2 separate regions of the Zea mays genome follow, and region 1 is linked to region 2. The links are chromatin contacts, called in public Hi-C maps. All regions are on one chromosome and are shown on one strand. Each heading gives the region's core, a stretch centred on a gene start, on an enhancer-like site or on the middle of the called end of the contact. The rest is flanking DNA. Distances are from core to core; before and after follow the strand shown. Region 1 holds the start of LOC100282511 (ATP binding protein). Region 2 holds the start of LOC103638902 (protein transport protein sec31).

The links. Hi-C and Micro-C count contacts between places; a contact is called where the count stands out from the background.
Region 1: a contact with region 2 is called in a Hi-C map of leaf, with 8 times the contacts expected there. The contact joins the promoter of LOC100282511 here to the promoter of LOC103638902 in region 2. A contact is called at or near these places in 2 of 25 Hi-C or Micro-C datasets (leaf and tassel).

The regions. Positions count from the first base shown.
Region 1 is chr9:118,568,288-118,572,139 of Zm-B73-REFERENCE-NAM-5.0, forward strand. It overlaps LOC100282511 (ATP binding protein), which reads right to left and starts at 1,412. Exons shown (of 10, transcript NM_001155420.2): 1 at 1,203-1,412; 2 at 840-1,096; 3 at 623-758; 4 at 198-331. The coding sequence starts at 1,287.
Region 2 is chr9:118,241,837-118,245,519 of Zm-B73-REFERENCE-NAM-5.0, forward strand. It overlaps LOC103638902 (protein transport protein sec31), which reads left to right and starts at 1,545. Exons shown (of 5, transcript XM_035962635.1): 1 at 1,545-3,661. The coding sequence starts at 1,678. The coding sequence ends at 2,937.

The DNA of each region.
Region 1 (3,852 bases), core at 162-2,661, 330 kb after region 2:
TTCTTTAGGCAGCTAAGATAATCAATTATAACAGGTGAAAAATCACATTGGCAACTTCATATGACAGTAAAATATTCCAACATAAACCTTACAGATAAAAAAAATATTTTCACAGAAGAAAATGTAGTTACAATGGAAAAGCCAGCAGAAAAAAAATGTAGTAAAAACTAGGAGGTGTCAGCAAACCTGTTGTGTACCTCATCAAAAAGTACCCTATAAGCATTCAAATCATGATAGATTTTCCTGTTCTCAGCATTGCAATGGTCGAGAGCTTGCGCAATGAAATATGCAACCCTCAGCCTCATTTCCCATGGTAACGGCTGCTTATCCCCTGAAAAAAGGCAGTGCAGAGCAGAGTCAATCAAGGGAGACAAGGTGGACAGGACACACCCACCTAGTCCGGGCAAACCACACTTTTGCAAGATCTGTGTAGGTCAAATGCAGCAATGGTGAAGGACATAAGGCGCATTAAGTCATTGTGTTAATGCAGAGGAGATTGAGATTCAGGGTTGGTGTGATGCGCCCACGGTCACCGTAGCCGTAGACGACACAACTCCAGCCCGCGAGGCCCGTATATAACAGAAAAATGCTGGAGTATCCCTAGCAGGTGGAGAGCACGTACAGTGGAAGAGATGCTTGGACAGGGTGTCGTTGGGCATGTACTCGGCGACAAGCAGCCTCTCGTCACCCTCGGCGCAGCAGCCAATGAGGTTGACGAGGCGCTTGTGCCGCACCTTCCCAACGCCCGCCGCCTCCGCCTGCAACAGCAGCAACACTGCATCACATTGCGAGATCCAAGCTGGGAGGAAACCAGACGAAGCAAGCAACGCAAATCATACGAGGAACTGCTGCGGGTCAGGCCAGGAGAGGCGCGAGAAGCGCTTGACGGCGATGAGCCGCCCGCCGTCGAGGCGGCCGCGGTAGACGGCGTTGGGCGCCTTCTCGCCGCTCTCGGAGACGATGAGGTCGGCGCTGAATCCCTTGGTGGCGGCGCGCAGCTCGGCCAGAGCAAACTCCCTGAACACCGGCACCGCGCGCTTCACAGCCTCCTTGTCGTCACCGTCGCCTTCCCCGTCGGCGCCGCCATTCGCCGCCTCTGCCATCCGATTGGACACAGCAGCCAGACGCAAGCACGCGCCGCGGATTAGATGGATTCGGCGGGGTTAGGGTTTAAGCGGCGGCGGCGGGGGCGTGACGCTTACCAGGATCTGCAGGCTTGTCGGCGGGGAGAGCGGCGGCGTCGTTGGGCGGCAGGGGCCCCGCCACCTTCGACTGGAAGCATCCCATGGGCGGGAATGGAGATCTAGGATGATTAGCGAAGCAAGATCAATCTGGCCAGTGGGAATGGGAGTGCGAGTGTGCGAGAGCGTGAGCTCAACTCGACTCCAGTCCAGCGCGGGGTAGTGTGGAATGGAGCAGCAGCCGCAGACTGAGCTCCTGATGAAGGTGGGAGTAGGAGGCACGAGGCAGGGCACCGAGAGAAGCGCGGCAGTACACAGGGGTTGCCGGGTGGGGATCCGGTAGGTAGGTGCGCCCGCAACACCAAGCCTCCCCACCTCCGGCTTTCTTTCGTTTTTATAAAAATAAAACTAAGGGTGTGTTTGGTGTGGCGCCTAAGCCGTCACATGCCACACTTTTAAGCCACAAGTGTTCACACTTGTGGCTTAAAAGTGTGGCGCGGTGTGGCGGCGCCGCCCCAAACACGCCTTAAATATCTCTAAAAAATCTCGTGCCATTACTATTACTTTTCTAAATAAATTTCGTACAATTTAAGGTGGTGTGTCATTTCGTCTGACTGAAATGAACGGTTTCCCATAAAAAACGTGGAAGGTTGGCCGCCACACTTGTGGCTTAAAAGTGTGGCACGATGTGGCGGCTTAGGCGCCACACCAAACACGTCCTAAATACCTCTAAAAAATCTTGTGCCATTACTATTACTTTTCTAAATAAATTTCGTACAATTTAAGGTGGTGTGTCATTTCGTCTGACTGAAATGAACAGTTTCCCATAAAAAACGTGGAGGGTGGCTCCCGTCCCCACCCCATCCACGCACCTTAAATCTTAAATTCATGCTTTCCATTCATATTTAAATACCTCCTCAAATACTCTTCACTCACTTTTTCTCCAATCATTCCTTAGCTCCTCTTTTGATTTTCAAATGAACTATTTGACTGTTTATATTAGGTTTTAAAGTTTTAAAAATACTACAATATTTATAGTACAATAATATATATTGTTATCACGTAATTGAATTTAAAAATTAATTTCACAATTAATGTATTTATTAACGAAAGGACATGTTTGGTTCGCTGACTCGCCTGCCACAGTTTGTCACATCTAAGATTAGATATGTTTAATCGAGTTAGGTGTGTGTTTGTTTTGTAACCACAATTGGGACGAAAATTTTCTCCTCCTATATAGACCCCGCTCGTCAATGTGGCATAAAGTGTGGTAAAATTTCCTTAAACGTGTCTACATAATTTAATTGCCTAACCTTACAAAGGTGTGGCGGAAAATACATGGGATTTTTTGGCACCTAAACATGCAACTAAACATGACTATGCCCCGTTGCAGGACATCGGTCACCAAACGTACGCGCTCGCAAGGGGGTGTGAGCGTGGGTGTGACCGTGTGAGCCTTCGACTATCTCTAATAGGTAGTGTAAAATAGCGAATGTGAAACTGTAGACGACACTGTTTGACAATATTCGCAGAGTAAAGCTTAAAATAGCGGGTGCCATAGAAATGGGATAAAATATCTGCTAGAGATAGCCTTATCTCGACTCCTAAAATTAAATATATTTGTTTTTAATTAAATATATAATACAATATTAATATGGGACTCCATAAAACTTGGTGTTTGAATTTTTAGCTTTCTCACGGACGAAGGTTGTTACATACTGTATTTTATATAGCTTTGATTCGTTCTGATTTATGTAAGACATAATATATAACTTGCGGTTAGTTAGAAATCTGTTAGATAAAATCACAAACCCAACGACTCTGATCCGTGTTGGCAAAAAAAATAACAATTATTTTTATAGTTAGATAAAAACAAAAGTAATAGATCATAATATAAAGATAAATAATAAAATCCTAAAAATATTGATGTACTTGTATTATATTAGTTTGTTATCTGCAATCATATTAAATTTAGACAACTAAAATACAGAAAAAAGGATATTAAAAACTAGAGTACATAATTAAGATTCTCAGATGGACAATTGATTCTGTTTTTAAACTACATTTATTTAAAGATATATAGATTGTTAATATTTTTTTGTAAACTTAATTAAAATTAAAAAGGTTCACCAATAAAAAATTATACGATGGATAAAATATAGTAGTGTTTAGTCTATCTCTAACTGTTTATTCTTTTTTATCTTTTATTTTAAATTCTACTTTATAAACTGTCTATCTTATACTAAAATATTTTTTCCACTATACACGATCTACTCGCGTTACCTTCGGATCAGGGAGTGGGAGAGCAATGAGCAAGGAGACCAAGACCAATGGAACGCACGGCATTGGCGTGCCTCTTTTGGGCTCATGTTCCGACATGCAACGAGTTTGGTACGAATTTAAGAGTCAAAAAATAATGTTGACAAACTTCGAGAAGGTTGGTTTTATTTTTGTAATAATATTTTATATATCCTAAATTATAAATTATTCTATTTTCTTTAAGAGTCAAAAGTCAAAACATCTAAAACTCACCAAAACTATAGAGAAAATCATGAGGATTTGTGATGCTAAATAAGCATACTATAAAAACATAATTAATACCGAATCTAGTTATATTTATTTAATATCATAAATATCGTTATTTTATTATATAATCTAAAGATACTTATTT
Region 2 (3,683 bases), core at 295-2,794:
TGATCGTTCGTGCATTCTAGCTGGTACTAGTATCTAAGTGGTGAGAGGTGACTGCTATGTCTCAACGAGGATTTGTTTGACCTGCAAAGTTTGCCTGAGGCTCTGTTTGGTTTATTTAGTCCAGAAGTCTGGTGTTTGGTTTCTTTAGTCCAAAAGTCTGGTTAGGAGACTAAAGTTTAGTCTCTACCTTGTTTAGTTCTAGAGACTAAAACTATTTAAAACACATTAAAGGGATCATAAGAGGACTAAAATACCTTTTAGCATTCTCCGTGTAACTGAAATGAAGGATGGGCAAAAGGTGAAATTTATATGGTTTAGTCCATTTTATTCACCCCAGAGACTGAAACATTTTAGTTTTAACTTTAGTCCTACCGTTTGGCAATTTAGTGACTAAATGAGACTAAAATAAAGGGACTAATCTTTAGTTCCTTTTAACCAAACGGGGTCTAAAGTGGGCATCAGATAGCACTTGAGCTGAAGGAGATTGCTCCACTGGCAGCTCGCATCATCTTCCTTTTGGAGGATGCAGACTAGAGCTACAGATATGGTCAAGAGAAATTTACGACGTGTTTGGTTTGCTCTTTAGTTTGTAGAATGATGTTTTATTCCTCGTAGACTAATAATTAGTAATAATTCTTTTTTGAGAATGCCACCACGTAGAACCAGAGCACTGCTTTAGAGCAGCGTCCCATGGGACCATCTACAAATGCAGCTCGATGGAGTAGTGTTCGATCCATCGGACCATCTACAAGTCCAGCTCGCTCTACTGTTGTAATAGTGAGAGTGTTGACATTCAGCTTCGTAGCTTTGGCAAATTAGGCCGAGGGTCTGAAGCGGCGGCCCAACCGGTCATCTGGGCTGCAGCCTATGGTACCCAGCATAGTCCTGAGCATTCTCCTTGAGGGCCTTTTGGCAACAATATTGTAATTTTATAACTGTCATAACAATAATTAATCTTTTCTAACAACATATTAATATATAATTATTGTATACTAAATGATTTTAATTTTGGGTGCGTGGTCGATATGGAAACATAGGAATAGGTGTGTGTTTGATGGTTGTAGCCCAAGTGTTGAGATCACCCTCTCGACAGCAAGGGAGGAGATGATGTGCTGGCATTTGCTGGCGCTAAAGCTCTCTTTTTTCTTATCTAGAGGAGTTGTCTTAGGAGTGGTGTGAAAGTCTGTATACGGTGGTGTGTGTCGGTTAAGTGTGTTGCTCGTGTTTTGGAGTTTCACCTCATTTTCTTCTTAATAATAAAAACAGGCAGATCTACTGCGTATTAAAAAATAATTTTAATTTATTTGAAAGTGGAATATATATAAAATTATAATACGAAACAAACGGAGCCGTATTATATAATGTGCTGTTTGCACGGTACCCAAGAAAATGCAGCACCTACCTGATGCTGGGATTTTATTTCACAGCGCACATAATCCGATGCTAAAAATGATCTATATTTGGATGCATAACGTATTTTCAAAATCTGATACTCATTATCTGCCATGAACTAAACAAGGCAAACAAAATAACTCATACAGGCAACCAGCACCTAAATGCCGTGCCGCGTCCTACCCGGGCCGCTGCCTCCACCAAAAAGCGTAACCGCACAAATTCCACCGATCCCCCTCGCCCCGGTCAAATCCTCTAGCCTCCCTGTGCCCGGCGGCGAGCCCCATGGATCCTTCCGTCGCCCGGCGGCAGGAGGCGGAGCGGTTTATGAACATCGCCGAGAAGCTCCTGATGGCGCGGGACCTCGAGGGCTGCAAGCAGTTCGTCGCCCAAGCCCTTTCCTTCGACCCCCGCACCCCGGGCGCCGACGACCTCCTCGCCGCCGCCGATGCCCTCCTCGCGGCCCAGCGTCGGCGCCTCCCGTCCGGGCCCCTCGACCCCTACGCCGTCCTTGGCCTCGACTCCGCCGTCCCGGCCTCCCGCGACCCCGACGTCGTGCATTCCCATTACCGCCGCCTCTCCCTCTTGCTCAACCGCTCCCACCCCGACCGTCCCTGCTCCCTCGCCTTCGCCGAAGCCGCCCGCCTCGTCGCCGACGCTTGGGCCTTCCTGTCAGATCCCCTCCGCAAAGCCTCCCTCGACTCCGACCTCGACGCCGCCGCCGCTGCAACTAACGCAGCGGCAGCCGCCGCCGCCGCCGCCGCCGCTCGTGTACCCATCGATCCCCATCCAGAGAAGCAGAATCAGCTGCAGTCACAGCCTCCTCCGCCGCCGCCACTTGCTCCGCAGCCAATGCAGACTGTGTCAGGCACGCCGCCACCAAAGCGCGGGCGGCCGCCGCGGGCTGCCAAAACGCCGGCGACGCCGCCTGCTCCGCAGACCGTTTCGGGCACGTCGCCAACAAAGCGCGGCCGGCCGCCGCGGGCTGCCAAACAATCGCCTGAGGTTGAACGGAACCAGGAGGGGGAAGCTCAACAGGCGCCAGTCTTCTGGACAGCTTGTCCCTCCTGCTGCCATTTACACCAGTACGACCACTCCTACGAGTCGCAAACGCTGCTTTGCCCTAGCTGCCGCCGGCCGTTTGTTGCCACTGCAATGTCCACGCAGCCGCCCATCGTGCCAGGCACAGACATGTATTACTGCTCCTGGGGGTTCTTCCCAATGGGTTTCCCTGGTGGTCCTGCATTCGCTGAACCACTCAATTCCCCGCAGCAGCAGGCACCTGCTGCTCTAGGATTTTATCCAATGGGGCCATACTTGCCATTACCAAGCCTAAGTGGCATTGTGGAAGGGGAAGGCAATAAGGCAGTTGATGCTGGCACTGGCATTCCTGTCATCCCAACAGTGGCAGCACCAGCATCAGCATCATCGCCAGCGCCGACAGCGGCAACACCAGTGGAGTTCTTACATGTGAAGGTTGGGGCAAAGAAGCGAGGGCGGCCCAAAGGCAGCAAGAACAAAAAAGCTGTGGTTGAGGTAAATTAGGGCTATGGAATGACACATGTGAAGGTTGGGGCAAAGAAGCGAGGATGCCCTGACTGCCTGAAGGCAGCAAGAACAAGAAAGTGGTGATTGAGATCGATTAGGGCTATGGCATGCTGATCGCTGCATCATTCGACATCTGCATCAGTTGTAAACTACATTGTGTATGTGTATGTGTATGGTTCTTTTCTTGCTTGCAGATGACTTGGGCACTGTAAGATGGTCGAGGGTTAGAGCTTCACCTCGATAGTTGGTCAAGAATCAGAGCTTCACCATTCATGAATTTTGGTGACTAGGTTTTTCTCCTTACTTCCATAGCGAAGTTTACCATAGTAGTCAGTTCAGGTGAGATCTGTTTTTTGTTTGTATCATCCCATTAGATGGGTGAGATGTTTCATATTGTAGGGTGGCAGCTGCTCAAGTGCCCATTATGCTGTCTGCAACTTGTAAAGATTAGGAGATGGATAATAAGCTATGTGAATGCACATTAATTATAAACACTCAGTGTGAAACTGTTGAAATTGCCAACTTTGCTTCGGCAATTTGGAATAGTTTGTCACACCTCTTGACTTGTCGCCTCAACGCGGGCACAGGCACAGCTGTTGCTTATCTGCCTAATGTGCCGGAGTCATTGCCATGGCACATGGTACTGTGATGGGCAGAGCAAGTGGTGGGTGCATGCACGAGGAGCTGGTGATGGCAGAGGGGATCTTATGCACCATGGATGGTGAGTTGTCTATGCATGGCAG